2 separate regions of the Mus musculus genome follow, and region 2 is linked to region 1. Evidence: chromatin contacts called from public promoter capture Hi-C data. All regions are on one chromosome and are shown on one strand. Each heading gives the region's core, a stretch centred on a gene start, on an enhancer-like site or on the middle of the called end of the contact. The rest is flanking DNA. Distances are from core to core; before and after follow the strand shown. Region 1 overlaps Scarb1 (scavenger receptor class B, member 1). Region 2 overlaps Aacs (acetoacetyl-CoA synthetase).

Region 1 (6,328 bases), core at 1,842-4,341:
TCTCGGCTCATAGCTGCTCCAAGCAGTTCGCAACAACATGAAGTGGCCCCATCAGATGTGATGCTAACACCAAGCCTGTGTCTTTCATTACAGCAATACCGACAGACTAATGCACTGAGGTTTCCTCCTTCCGTGGGGAGCCATACGCTACCTCGACTCCATTCTGCAAGCCTTGGGGATGTCCAAAATGCACACCAAGTGCCCGAGAGACAGGAAAACTGGAGCAATCTCCATGCTCCACACCACAAAGGTCTGTGAGCATTCTGATCATTTGCTTGGACCCCTGCTCCCCCACGACCCCAGTACATACTAGGCATGTGCTTGGCAGCAGTGACCTGGGTACAGAATAAGCACAGAATAAGCCATCTGCCTTCCAGAGAGGGATTGGGTAGGGTGGCTGGGCATCAGAGAAACAAAGGCTTTGAGTCTGAGGTGGGGTCTGGGCAAGCCAAACTGGGAGTGAGCACCATAATCCGGGGGTTAGCGGGTTCTCTGATGGCCAGGATATAGGTCAGTCTGCAGGAACCGAACACACTTGGACATCAGAGGCTCCATTCAAAAGAAAAACAAACAAAAAGGCAGCTGGAGCTGATCAAGGCCGCCACATGAGGTGCTAGGGACCCAACAGACCCTCTGTGTGGGTAACAGGACACTTCTGGTCACTACACCTCTTTAACTCTCTGACCATATATCCCAGGTGCACAGGCATCAGGCTCAGAGGCCTCTGGTTCATGAAGATCACAGAGATGGAAGCTCCCCCAGCCTCTATCCCCACACAGGACTGCACAGGATCTCCAGGACACTGTACCTAGCCTCTCCAGGCCCTGCTCAGTGTGGCTCAGCTCAGGTGCTGCAGCCCTCGCAAAGCAATCATTAATCTGACCTGGGAAATTGCAAAATCCAGTCCCTCCTCCCCCAAGAATCACAGCAAACACATTTCAGGTTCAAAAAAAAACCAGGTTTTTGAGCCAGGCTGACAGAGGTCGGCTCACACCTTTAATCCAACTCTTAGGAGGCAGAAGCAGGTGGATCTCTGTGTTCAAGGCTAACCTGGTGGTCTACCAGGGCAGCTAGGGATGCAGAAAGAAACCCTATCTCCAAACAAGAGGAGGAAGAAGAGGAAGGAGAGAAGAGGAAGAAGAAGAGAAGGAGGAGGAGGAGGAGGAGGAGAGGGAGGAGGAGGAGGGAGAGGAAACAGTTCTGGTCATTGCCACTGGGTTCACCAGCCCTGGATCTGGGTTGAGACACATATCCTGTCAGCTCTGAGCCAGCCAGCCAGTCGCAATGTACTAGCCCTGTAGAGTTACTATGTATACAGGAAGGATGGGCCCCAAAGGACAATCCAGCCTAGGGCATGAAGACACCACACACCAGGAACACACCAGGAATGGCTGGAGAGATGGCTCAGTGGTTAGGAGCACTGGCTGCTCTTACAAAGGACCTGGGTTCAGTTCCTGGCATCCACGAGGCCTCTGCTGAGCACCCAGTGCACAAGAGGCTGTGTGCTAGGCCTAAACCACAGCAGGGAAGAAAATGGACAAGGGCTGGAGAGATGGCTCAGCAGTTAAGAGCACTGACTGCTCTTCCAAAGGTCCTGAGTTCAAATCCCAGCAACCACAAGGTGGCTCACAACCATCCGTAATGAGATCTGATGCCCTATGCATACTGTAGGTGTCTGAGTATACTTACATGTAATAAATAAATAAATCTTAAAAAAAGAAAAAAGAAAATGGACAGGACCAATCTTTGTAACAGCAGCCCCTCCCACCACACTAAAAGTTCCGGTGGTTTCAGTGAAACACCCGCCACCCCCACCCAGAAATTCGGTCCTGATGGAGAGAGCTACAGAGCTACCTTGGATCATGGGAAAGCTTTGAGACTGAAAACCATACCCAAAGGATGACAGAGCATAAAGACTGGTGGCCTGTGACATCATAAAGCCCTCCCCAACTCTGGACATATCCCCCAAATTCACAAGAATCTCTATGACGTATACCAGCACAGCCAAAAGGAGACGGATTGATAATCACAAGTGTTGGCAAGGCTCTGGGGCAACCAGAATGCATGCACGATGTCGGTGGAACTGTGTCGGCGCCATGGTTTGCCTGCTAGAGCTAAGTACCTGTTCACTGTACATCCTGGGGAAACGCCAGCACCTGCCCGCTGGTTATCCATAAATGTTTTCAAGGGTTTTGCTACAGTAGCTTAATACACAAGGGTGAAGCCGACGTCCGATTGAGTGGCTGGGAGATGCATAATCTCATCCTCAAATGATCCCTAGACGTCAAAGGGTGTGGCCGGTGAGTCCCTCGGGCTATGGGGAAACTGGTTTCTGCTCCGGTGACACACCAGAGCAGGCAGATACATCTTAGGGACAGAAGTAGAAAGGTGTCCTCAAGGTATAAGCCTTGTGACCTCACTTTGACCCCAGCTTGACAAAGCAGAGAGCCTGTCCAGCTATAAAAGTCAGAGCCCCAGGAAAGAGGGCTAAGGTGGCTCCATCAGAAGGTCCCAGCATCCTCTAGGGCAACATCAGGACCTAGTGAGTTTCCCTGGAGACAAGTGGAGTGAGAGCCACTCCAGGGTTCTTAGGAAGCTCCCTGGTTGGACTGGACTGGACGCAAACACGTGGGCACCTATGTGTATGTCAATCCCCGGACCATATTCCTTCTGCTCCCAAGGGCTACCCCAATAAAGTCCCTCAGAGGAGAACCCCTACCATGCTGACCAGGGAGCAGGTGCGCATATCAACCGTGTCTGGCCCACAGACAGCTGTCAGTGGGAGAAGCTTACGGGAGGCGTGTGAGGTTGGCTCTCGCTCTGGGGCCTGTTACTGTTTAACAGGCTTCTGGTGTGCAGTAATTTTCCCAGACTCGATAGAAACTCCAACGCTCAAGTCTCAAGGGCCAAATGCTAACATCGGAGCACTTGTGTGGTATGTGCACAGGCCCCTGGCTTGCTACATACATACATACATGCATACATACATACATACATACATACGTAGGACAGAAGCAGCTTAAGGAAGGCTAATCTGGCTCACTGATCAAAGCCGCAGTCCATCTTGGTGGAAAGGCAATAGAGGAAGAAGCCAGGGGCAGCTTGCCAGGCTGTGTCCACAGTCAGGAAGCAGGGAGGGGTGAATGACTGCTAGGATCTTTCTCCTTTTTCTCTGCTCCAGCAGTTAGGATGGCTCCATCACAGACACATCCAGAGATTTGTCTCCAAGGTGATTCTAGACCCTGTCAAGTTGACACCACACACTCCCCAGAAAAGAAAAGGAAACAAACAAAAAGCAAGAGTGTCTATGTGCCCACCCCACCCCCAAACCCTGTCAGACATAACCAAGGTTAGTCTCAAAAGCCTCGTTTCTGACTCCCTTTGGAAAACTAGGTGCTGCCCAACAAGGGTTGCACCCCAACACTGGTGCAGCCCACAGGCAGCCTTCCCTCTAACCCCAACTCCATGGCTCACATAGTGGCCACACCCTTTGACATTCCCACTCAGCCCTGACCCAGAACAGCACAGGCTGAGAACACTTCATTCATTCATCCTTTCATCAGTCATTCATTCATTTAGCTGTTAATGAACCTGTTTGCTCCTTTTTTTTTCATTCTAACCCGCCCCACTCCCCCGCACTGTCGAGGCCCCAAACTGGTATTTAGTACTACGAAGCAAAGTTAACCGAACTGGATTCTGCCCTCAGGGAAACGGTTGTGAGTGGAGAAGAGGCCTCCTAAGTCTGCATGACTCAGGGACATGAGAGGAAGTACTCAGAGCATCAGACGCCTATGCCGGCATCACCGGGTAACAGCCATTAAAGTAGAATACTGAAGCCTGTCACCCACTCCCAATTATCTGCCATCTGTCACTCAATCCTACACATCGCTCAGAGAGATGAAAACAACCAGTGAGAGACTTAGCGAGATTCCTAGAGGCCTCCATCACAGCCCTAATCCGGAGCCCACTGACCAGGGACCAGTTTGCTCATAACATGACCACCAGCACCAAGCAGCAACCAGCTATGACTTGTAAGCATCTCACCAGCCTCAGGCTGAGCTGCACCAAGCCACTGCAGAGCTAGGTCAGGCTGCCACTCTGAAATCGCAGAAGCAAGTCGATGGAGAGCCCAGCTCAGTTTAGGTCAAGCCAATCCATGCAGAGGAGGCTAGTATAACTCACGTCTACAATCTCTGCACTTAGGCTAAGGCAAAGGGATTGCTGTGTGACTTCCACGAGAGCCAGAGACACAGCCAGAGCCTATCTCAAAATGAAAGGCTTTCTGGTGCCCCAAAGGATTCTGGGAGTTCTTGTTTCTTGATCCTGGCGCCTAAGTGTCAGGCTAATGACAATGGTTATCACTTAACCAAGGTCCAAGCCAGATGGTGAATGCGAATCTTTTCTTGTAGTTTTTCTGACAGGTTATGTCACCCAGGCTAGCCTGGACCTCAGTGTATAGCTCATGCCCATGATCCTCCGGTCTCTGCTTCTCGACAGCCACATGCCAGATAAGAAATTGACACAGAAGCAGATTACCTTGTTGCCCACCCAAGGCCTCTCTGCCTCCTACCCCTCTAGAAACACATGTGGTTCACCTGTTGGGTAGAGCCCAACCATACAGGGAAGGTAGCCCTGACTTTAGACTGAGTGAGAAGTCTTTGGGAGACTTCTAGAGAATGCTTTCAGTAGCAGCTACAGACATTAGAAACGTGTGAGTTCTCCATTGAGCCAGTGCCACACAAGGCCGTTGGGGTTGGCCAGGGGCCCCATCCTCAGGTCTCTACAGCCTAATCCCCAGGCTGTTGCCTGGTCCCCTTAGGGCTCCTTCCAGTGGCACTGCATGCAATAGCCTGGGGCACAAGGCTGTCCCTAGGAAGATACCAACTCCCAGACACTTCAAGGAAGACATATCACAGAGCCTCCAGCTGTAGACTGGCTGGGGTTCAAGAACAATCCCAGAGCCCTGCCAAACCTCAGAGGAAGGGCAGTGGCAGCCAGCATCAGCTATCAGCTCAGGGCCATATTTCCAGGGAACTGGGTTTTTTCTAAGACACTCATCAGGCTGGAACATAGTCACTATGGCCACTGGGTCCCCCTTTTACAAACCAGAGTAAGGAGGGCTGTGACCCATGTCCCTTCAGGGGACATCAGCCATAATGATTTATTCATTTTTATCATGCTAAAGTCTCCAGACTTGGGTTTTGTTTTGTCACTCTCCCCCCAAGCCCCCAACCCCAGACATGGTTTCTCTGTAGCCTCAGCTGTCTTGGAACGCCATCTGTAGACCAAGCTGGTCTTGAACTCAGAGATCTGCCTGCCTCTGCTTCCACTGCTAGGATTAAAGGCAGTGCCATTTTATAGCATCCATTCTGATGGTGTTAAGTACACCCATGGCTTGGGCAACTGTCCCCACCAATGGCCACGCCCTTCCATGTCCTTCTGAGACCCTGTCTCCACTTAACACTCTCCCTGGCCCCTTTCCCCTCCCACTACCTCCTTAGTGTCCCATTTCTCCAACCTCATCAATAGGTACTCTAGGGGCCCCAGTAAACGAAATCACGCTGCAACCATCCTGCCGTCTCTCAGAATCTAACTTCAGCATTCATCCATGTTCCAGTGTGTGGGAGAATTCTCTCCTCTGCAGCAGCTATCGCAGGACTTTAAAGCTGAGGCAGGAGGACCACGAGTTTGAACTATTTACCTGGGGACTATATAATGAAACCCTGTCTCCAGATAGATAGATAGATAAATAAATAAATAAATAAATAAATGGAATCTCTCTCTTCCTTTATACGGCTGCATACTATTCCCTCTTGGAGAGCCCTCTTTTCATTTCTGAAGATTTAATCTTAATTTTATTAATGTGTGTGTTGCTCTGTGCACATGAGCACAGTCCCTAAAGAGGCTCCCAGAAGGGTGTCAGATCTCCTGGAGCTGATATTACAAGTAGCTGTGACTCGCCTGATGTGGGTGCAGGGAACTGAACTCTGGTCCTTTGGAAGAGCCATGTGAGCTCCTGACCTCTGAAACCCTCTCCAGCTCACCTCTCTGTATTTCATCTGCTTTTCCTATCTGCCCATCCAGCATCACTAAGTATTGGGACCCTTCTACCTTCAGCTGTTGTGTGGTGTCCAGACTCCCCAGGAGGACGGCTGCACGGGACAGTGACCTGACACCAGCTTCTCATGGCAGCTGCACCCTTTTACAGTACCAGCAACATCACCTACGACCTACTAAGTTCAACAGAGGCTGTCCTTGTGGGTTTGCACGACCTTTGACCTTCAGCAACCTGCAGCCCAGTGACAGGTGTCCTGAGCATCTATCTGCT
Region 2 (6,328 bases), core at 1,386-3,885, 180 kb after region 1:
CTGGTTCTTGTTTCCTTCGTCAAAGTCCTGCCCTGCCCGCTGGTTCTTGCTTCTCTGTTATCGGGTGATGTGTGCCGTTTAGCGGTTGTGTGTGTGTGTGTGTGTGTGTGTGTGTGTGTGTGTGGCTTGTGCAGCAATCAGTGTTGAGCTGTTGTCACGAAGGCTTTGGGACTCTGTGAGGTTCCTCAGTGTCTGTTCTGATCTTCTTGGGTTGGGCTGTCTGAGGAACCCTGGTCCTCAGGGTGTGTCTAGAGTGGCCCAGGCTGCTGGAGTGTGCTGTAGCAACTGAGGAAGGCCTGCTTTGGCCATCACTGTTGGGTCAGTGGGGCCACGGACATCCTGGGTTCACAAGTGCCAGGAGGATGTTGACTTTAGGAGGACCTGTGGTGTCTTTGCCAGCGGTTTCACGTGGTGTCTTTGCCAGCTATTTCACGTAGTGTCTGTGCCAACTGTTTCACGTGGTGTCCATGCTGACTGTGTCCACGCCAGCTGTTTCACGTGGTGTCCATGCCAGCTGCTGTCCTGTGGTCAGCTGTTTCTGACCCAGGTCTGCGTGCCTGGGCTGAGCCTGGGCTGCTCTCCTGGCTCACTCTTCAGGGTGAATGCGTAAACTCACGTCTGCTTTAAAGTGTGTCCTCTCCACAAAGGCTTTTGAGGTATCAACTCATCTTCCCAGAGAGAAAAGTGTGGGTTGCTCAGGGCCCATCACTTTGGTCCATGGCCCAGAGAGCTGAGGTGAGACCTGTGTGCCCTTTTCCACTTCCGGTGCCACTTCCCTGCCTAATGGCGCTTCCGGTGCCCTTTCCCATACCTGACTCCGGGACTGTCTGGGATCAACAAGACTTTGCTTAGACCGAAACTCCATGAGTGCCTCCCGGCCCTAGGATCTTCTGTGGGGTTGGATGAGCTAGTTGGGGCCCATGGAGTCCCTGTGGGAGGTTCTAACAAGGTGGCCCTGGGTGCTGTTCTGCTAGGGTCCCTCAGGAAATGGCTAGAGTAAGGAGACAGAAAGGCCTTTGGTATGAGACTGCCCACCCGAGGTCCAGAGCCTGGGATGGGTCTGGGATGGGCACCCACAGTGCACTCTGGGCATTGAGAGGATGGGCACCCACGGTGCACTCTGGGCATTGAGAGGATGGGCACCCACGGTGCACTCTGGGCATTGAGAGGATGGGCACCCACGGTGCACTCTGGGCATTGAGAGGATGGGCACCCACGGTGCACTCTGGGCATTGAGAGGATGGGCACCCACGGTGCACTCTGGGCATTGAGAGGATGGGCACCCACGGTGCACTCTGGGCATTGAGAGGATGGGCACCCACGGTGCACTCTGGGCATTGAGAGGATGGGCACCCACGGTGCACTCTGGGCATTGAGAGGATGGGCACCCACGGTGCACTCTGGGCATTGAGAGGATGGGCACCCACGGTGCACTCTGGGCATTGAGAGGATGGGCACCCACGGTGCACTCTGGGCATTGAGGATGGGCACCCACGGTGCACTCTGGGCATTGAGGATGGGCACCCACGGTGCACTCTGGGCATTGAGAGGATGGGCACCCACGGTGCACTCTGGGCATTGAGAGGATGGGCACCCACGGTGCACTCTGGGCATTGAGAGGATGGGCACCCACGGTGCACTCTGGGCATTGAGGATGGGCACCCACGGTGCACTCTGGGCATTGAGGATGGGCACCCACGGTGCACTCTGGGCATTGAGGATGGGCACCCACGGTGCACTCTGGGCATTGAGGATGGGGACCCACGGTGCACTCTGGGCATTGAGAGGATGGGCACCCACAGTGAACTCTGGGCATTGAGAGGATGGGCACCCACAGTGAACTCTGGGCATTGAGAGGATGGGGACCCATGGTGCACTCTGGGCATTGAGGATGGGCACCCACGGTGCACTCTGGGCATTGAGAGGATGGGCACCCACGGTGCACTCTGGGCATTGAGAGGATGGGCACCCACGGTGCACTCTGGGCATTGAGAGGATGGGCACCCACGGTGCACTCTGGGCATTGAGAGGATGGGCACCCACGGTGCACTCTGGGCATTGAGAGGATGGGCACCCACGGTGCACTCTGGGCATTGAGAGGATGGGCACCCATGGTGCACTCTGGGCATTGAGAGGATGGGCACCCACGGTGCACTCTGGGCATTGAGAGGATGGGCACCCACGGTGCACTCTGGGCATTGAGAGGATGGGGACCCATGGTGCACTCTGGGCATTGAGGATGGGGACCCACGGTGCACTCTGGGCATTGAGAGGATGGATGCAGAGGCCTCTGTGCCTGGGATTCTCTTAACGGTGGGTCAGTAAGTACTGACTCTTGCTCACCAGGATGGAGAGTTGTCCTCAGTGCTGGGGTGGCCTGTGGGGCTGTGGACCTGAGATAGAGCTCTAGAATTGGCCATCGGATGGTGGGAACAGAGTGGTGGAGGGCCATTCAGTGGCCTAGACTGTCCTCTTCAGGGTAGAAGTTACCACCAGAGACCTGGCACTCCAGGAGACTGGTTTCCAGTTAGTGGCTTCCTGGCTTTTTGTCTTGCAGTCTGGAATCCCAGCTGGGGCTGCTGGCTGGGTGTATAATGTTTGTTTGCTGTCGTGGACACTAGGGGGCAGCAGGGCTTTACTGTCTCCTCCATTCTGCAGGGCCTTGGCTATCTATACTCAGGTCTGACTGGAGGTGGTGGCTGCCTTCCTGCTAGGATTCTGTGCTAAGCCACTCAGTGCAGACTCTAGGGAGGGTCTCCTTTCATCGGTCCTCTCTCCTGCCTTACACGGCAAGCTAGTCAGTTTAGAGCTGCCTGGCCGGGGACCTGGCTGCTAAGTCTTGGGACAGAGAAATGACAGCTTCTTGCAAGGCTTCAGGAGCAGCAGCCTCTTGCCTGCAGGCCCCTGGTCCTTTGTCCCCTGGCAGGCCCTCTGTTTGCCCCACACCTGTTCCCTGTGAACTGTGTCCTGGGACAGATCCGAAGTCACTGAAGCTGCCGCTCAGACACTGCCTCCCCAGCATTGATCACCCTTGTTCAGGGTGAAAACCAGACGGAAGGAGGTTCTGGCACGGGAGCTGGGAACTGGAACTGGTCAGAGGCCCGGCCACGGGCTCATGCTCTGAGCTCTGCCTTTCCCTGAAGAGAGAGAACGCTTTGTCTTAGGCTTTCCATACCCCCTTTAATTTATGTAGTATATAAATGTAATATATATATAATTATATATTAAATTATATATGTATAATATATATAATTTCTGAGATAATATTTACGTACAAAGTTTTTGAAACAGATGTTGCCATCATTTCTCTACGTAGCCCTGGCTGTCCTGGACTCACTTGTAGCCCAGGCTGGCCTCTAACTTACACTACTTGCCCCTGCCTCCCAAGCGCTGGGGTGAAAGGCCTGTGCCACCATGCCCAGCTAAGTGCCAGTCATGTATATTCTGTAACCTGCAATGGAGTGGGGATGTCTTTCCCATTTCGATGAACTGGTCTCCTCTTGGTGGGGTCAGTCCCAGGTCCATATCAATGCTAGCACACAGCCCCAAGCCCGGCTCGGACTCGCTGTGTAGCTGAGGATGACCTTGAACTTCTGATCCTCCTGTCTACCTCTCTGGGATGGCGGTGTGCCAGGCTGCACCTGTTGTGGTTTTTTTGTTTTTTTGTTTTTTTTAAATCCGCCTGCCTCTGCCTCCCAAGTGCTGGGATTAAAGGCGTGTGCCACCACTGCCCGGCACTGCACCCGGTTTTATGGAGTGCTGGGGATGAAACCCAGGGCATCGCATGTCGTGTTTATAGTAGGGCGGGGTGCAGGCAGGTGGATTTGCAGTCGGAATCACTGTCAGTGACCAGGAGCCCTTTAGGGCTGTGCCCTTGGCTGTAGTGCTCCAGGGAGGACAGGCACATTTGTCTGGGATGATGAGGACCGCTTTGGCCTGCCTAGGTCTCTCTGCCAGTGCCCCTCTGCCAGCTGCTGCTCTGCTGTGCGCTGTGTAGCTCACACGTGCGGGCTTGTGGGCCATCACCCCACAGGAGGTGACCCAGCCAGTGCCACCCTGGCCAACCACTTGGGGCTTTGTCTGTTTTCTTCTGAGCCGTTGGTGGTTTTACAGACATCAGGGAGGCCACCATCTAAGGCCCGCGTGCTTACGGCTCAGCCTGCAGCCCTTTGCCCCGGTTCTCACAAGACGCTTGAGCTGCCTGAGGGTTCTGTGCATGGAAGTGGGACAGCCACCATCTTCACTGTGGGAGGCCATCTGTGGAACTCCACGTGGGCTGCTGGTTTCAACACCTGACTGGTTGCTAAGCACAGGTTCAGGTCAGACCTACCATGGCGGGGTGTTCACCGCAGCATGTAGCAGTTTGCAGGGCTCTGTGGAGCTCAGCAGGCGAGCTGCTCCTCACCAGTTCTCTGCCTCCCCTGCTGGCTAGGGGATCTTGAGCTGTGGTCTGCAGACTCTGATGTGGAAATAAATGCTTGCTGTCTTTGCTGTCTGGGTACTGTCAGCAAGGCTGAGGGTGTCTCTGTGACATCTGAGCCTTAGGCCTCTGGCTGCTGGATCTTCCTTAAGGCTCCCTGTGAATGGAGATGGTCTTCTGAGATGGAGACCCCCCACGGGCTGGCGCCCTCCCAGGCTAGCTCCATCCCAGCCTCTCTGGCCTAAAGCTTTATAGCAGACTTGACCTTCCTTCTGTCTGGCCACCATTCCTGGCCCCAGGCCTGGCTGTGGGGTTCCCTTCTAGGTCCTCATGTGGTCCTGCCCAGGCAGCTCAGAACCCACCTCCTCCATTCTGTGTGTTTTTCCAACAGAGCAGCCTATGGACAGGGAGCCCTGGTCCCCAGCTGGGGTCAGGCTGCAATCCCAGTTGAGCCACTGGCTTCTTGACATTGTCTGCTCGAAGTTCTTAACTCAGTCCTTCCTCTCTAGTATTCCTCAGTCCTGGTGCCACCAGAGTCAAAGGAGGCCATGCCTTAGACAATTGAACTCAGAGGTTCTGAGTTCAATTCCTGACAACCACATGGCGACTCACAACCATCTGTAATGGGATCCGATGCCCTCGTCTGGTGCGTTAGAAGACAGCCACCTTGGACCTTAGAGGTGTGAGCATGACTGCAGATTGAGAGCGTCCAACATTGTTCTGTATTTTTACTGACAGCTGTTTTCTTCCCACCTACCTCCATCCCTGTTCAAGTCTCAGACCCGGAGCTGACTAGCACGGAGTTCATGGCCTTGTGTGGTGGAACGCTTCTTATAGCAAAGAATAGGACAGCCCCGTGTCTGTGCTGCAGGTGTTCAGGAGTCCTGTAATGTCTGGGCACCTGTTGTTGATGGGGTGGATAAGGCTGGAGGGAGACAGGTGCAGGGTACCATTGTTACTGCACCCAGGTCCTGGATGCTCACCACTCAAAAGGCTGGAGTTGGAGGGGAATCAGGTTATTCAAGGATGCAGGATGGGGAGCGCTTTCATCCCTGTAGCCCTGCCCTGGGGGGAGCTTTGGATGCAAAGGGGACTTTCTTTTTCCATTTAAAAAAAAAAAATGTCTATGAGTACACTGTCGCTGTCTTCAGACTCATCAGAAGAGGGTATTGGATCCCATTACAGATGGCTGTGAGCCACCATGTGGTTGCTGGGAATTGAACTCAGGATCGCCTGCGCTCTTAACCGCCGGGCCAGCTCTCCAGTCCAAAGAGGACTTTCATAGCAGGGAGAAGAGGAACGGGCAGGAAGGCTGGGTCTTCATTACTCTGAGGGGAGTCTCTCTTTCTCTCTGCTCTGACCAGAGCACCACAGAGGGGTTCTGGGAACTCCCATGGCTGACAGCTCCTCACAGAGGTTAGACCTCACAGTGCTGCACACTTGTGTTCACGGGTGGCCAGGCGGTCCCTCATCAGAGACTGTCTGAGGGGAGAGCCGCTTTGTAAGGGGCTGTATGAGCGAGACCCAGGGATACTAACTTTCTTCTCAATCAGATTTGGCAAGAATTTGATCTTACTGTGAAAAAATTAAGTGAATTCTACCTGTCTAATTCTTTCCTTCCGGCTTTAGTTTTAATTTTGTTTTAAATTTTATTCTTGTTTTTGTTTTTGTTTTTATTTTTGAGATATAGTTTCTCTGTGGTTTTAGGTGTCCTGAAACTCACTTTGTAGACCAAGCTGGCCTCAGACTCACACAGATCTTCCTGTCTCTGCCTCAGGGTTAGTTCTGGGATTAAAAGCGCGTGTCACTATGCCTGGCTCTTGTAGTCTTTGGTGTCAGCATTGGCGTCAGGGTCAGCGTCTCCTCCTCCTCTTCCTCATTTTATGTGTGTGTGTGTGTTGCGTTTGT

Evidence for each region. Capture Hi-C pulls out chosen DNA fragments and counts their contacts.
Region 2: a contact with region 1 is called in a promoter capture Hi-C map of liver. The contact joins two enhancer-like sites. A contact is called at or near these places in 1 of 484 Hi-C or Micro-C datasets (embryonic stem cells), 1 of 115 datasets of contacts at active chromatin or transcription factors (pancreatic cancer cells) and 3 of 9 other capture datasets (adipose tissue, liver and pancreatic islet).

Annotation. Positions count from the first base shown.
Region 1 is chr5:125,310,365-125,316,692 of GRCm38.p6, forward strand. All of the region lies in intron 1 of Scarb1 (scavenger receptor class B, member 1), which reads right to left. Gm32701 (a long non-coding RNA gene) reads left to right here. Exons shown (of 5, transcript XR_001784962.2): 4 at 94-250; 5 at 698-1,128. Among named protein-coding and RNA genes, the nearest start is that of Gm32701, 10 kb to the left of the region's middle. Within about 2 kb of position 3,092, at least 26 of the 459 cell types and tissues checked have an H3K27ac peak or open chromatin away from gene starts, as enhancers often do. A contact at or near this core is called in liver and pancreatic islet, where this site is marked.
Region 2 is chr5:125,495,401-125,501,728 of GRCm38.p6, forward strand. The region is part of intron 5 of Aacs (acetoacetyl-CoA synthetase); the gene reads left to right. Among named protein-coding and RNA genes, the nearest start is that of Aacs, 23 kb to the left of the region's middle. Within about 2 kb of position 2,636, at least 30 of the 459 cell types and tissues checked have an H3K27ac peak or open chromatin away from gene starts, as enhancers often do. A contact at or near this core is called in liver and pancreatic islet, where this site is marked.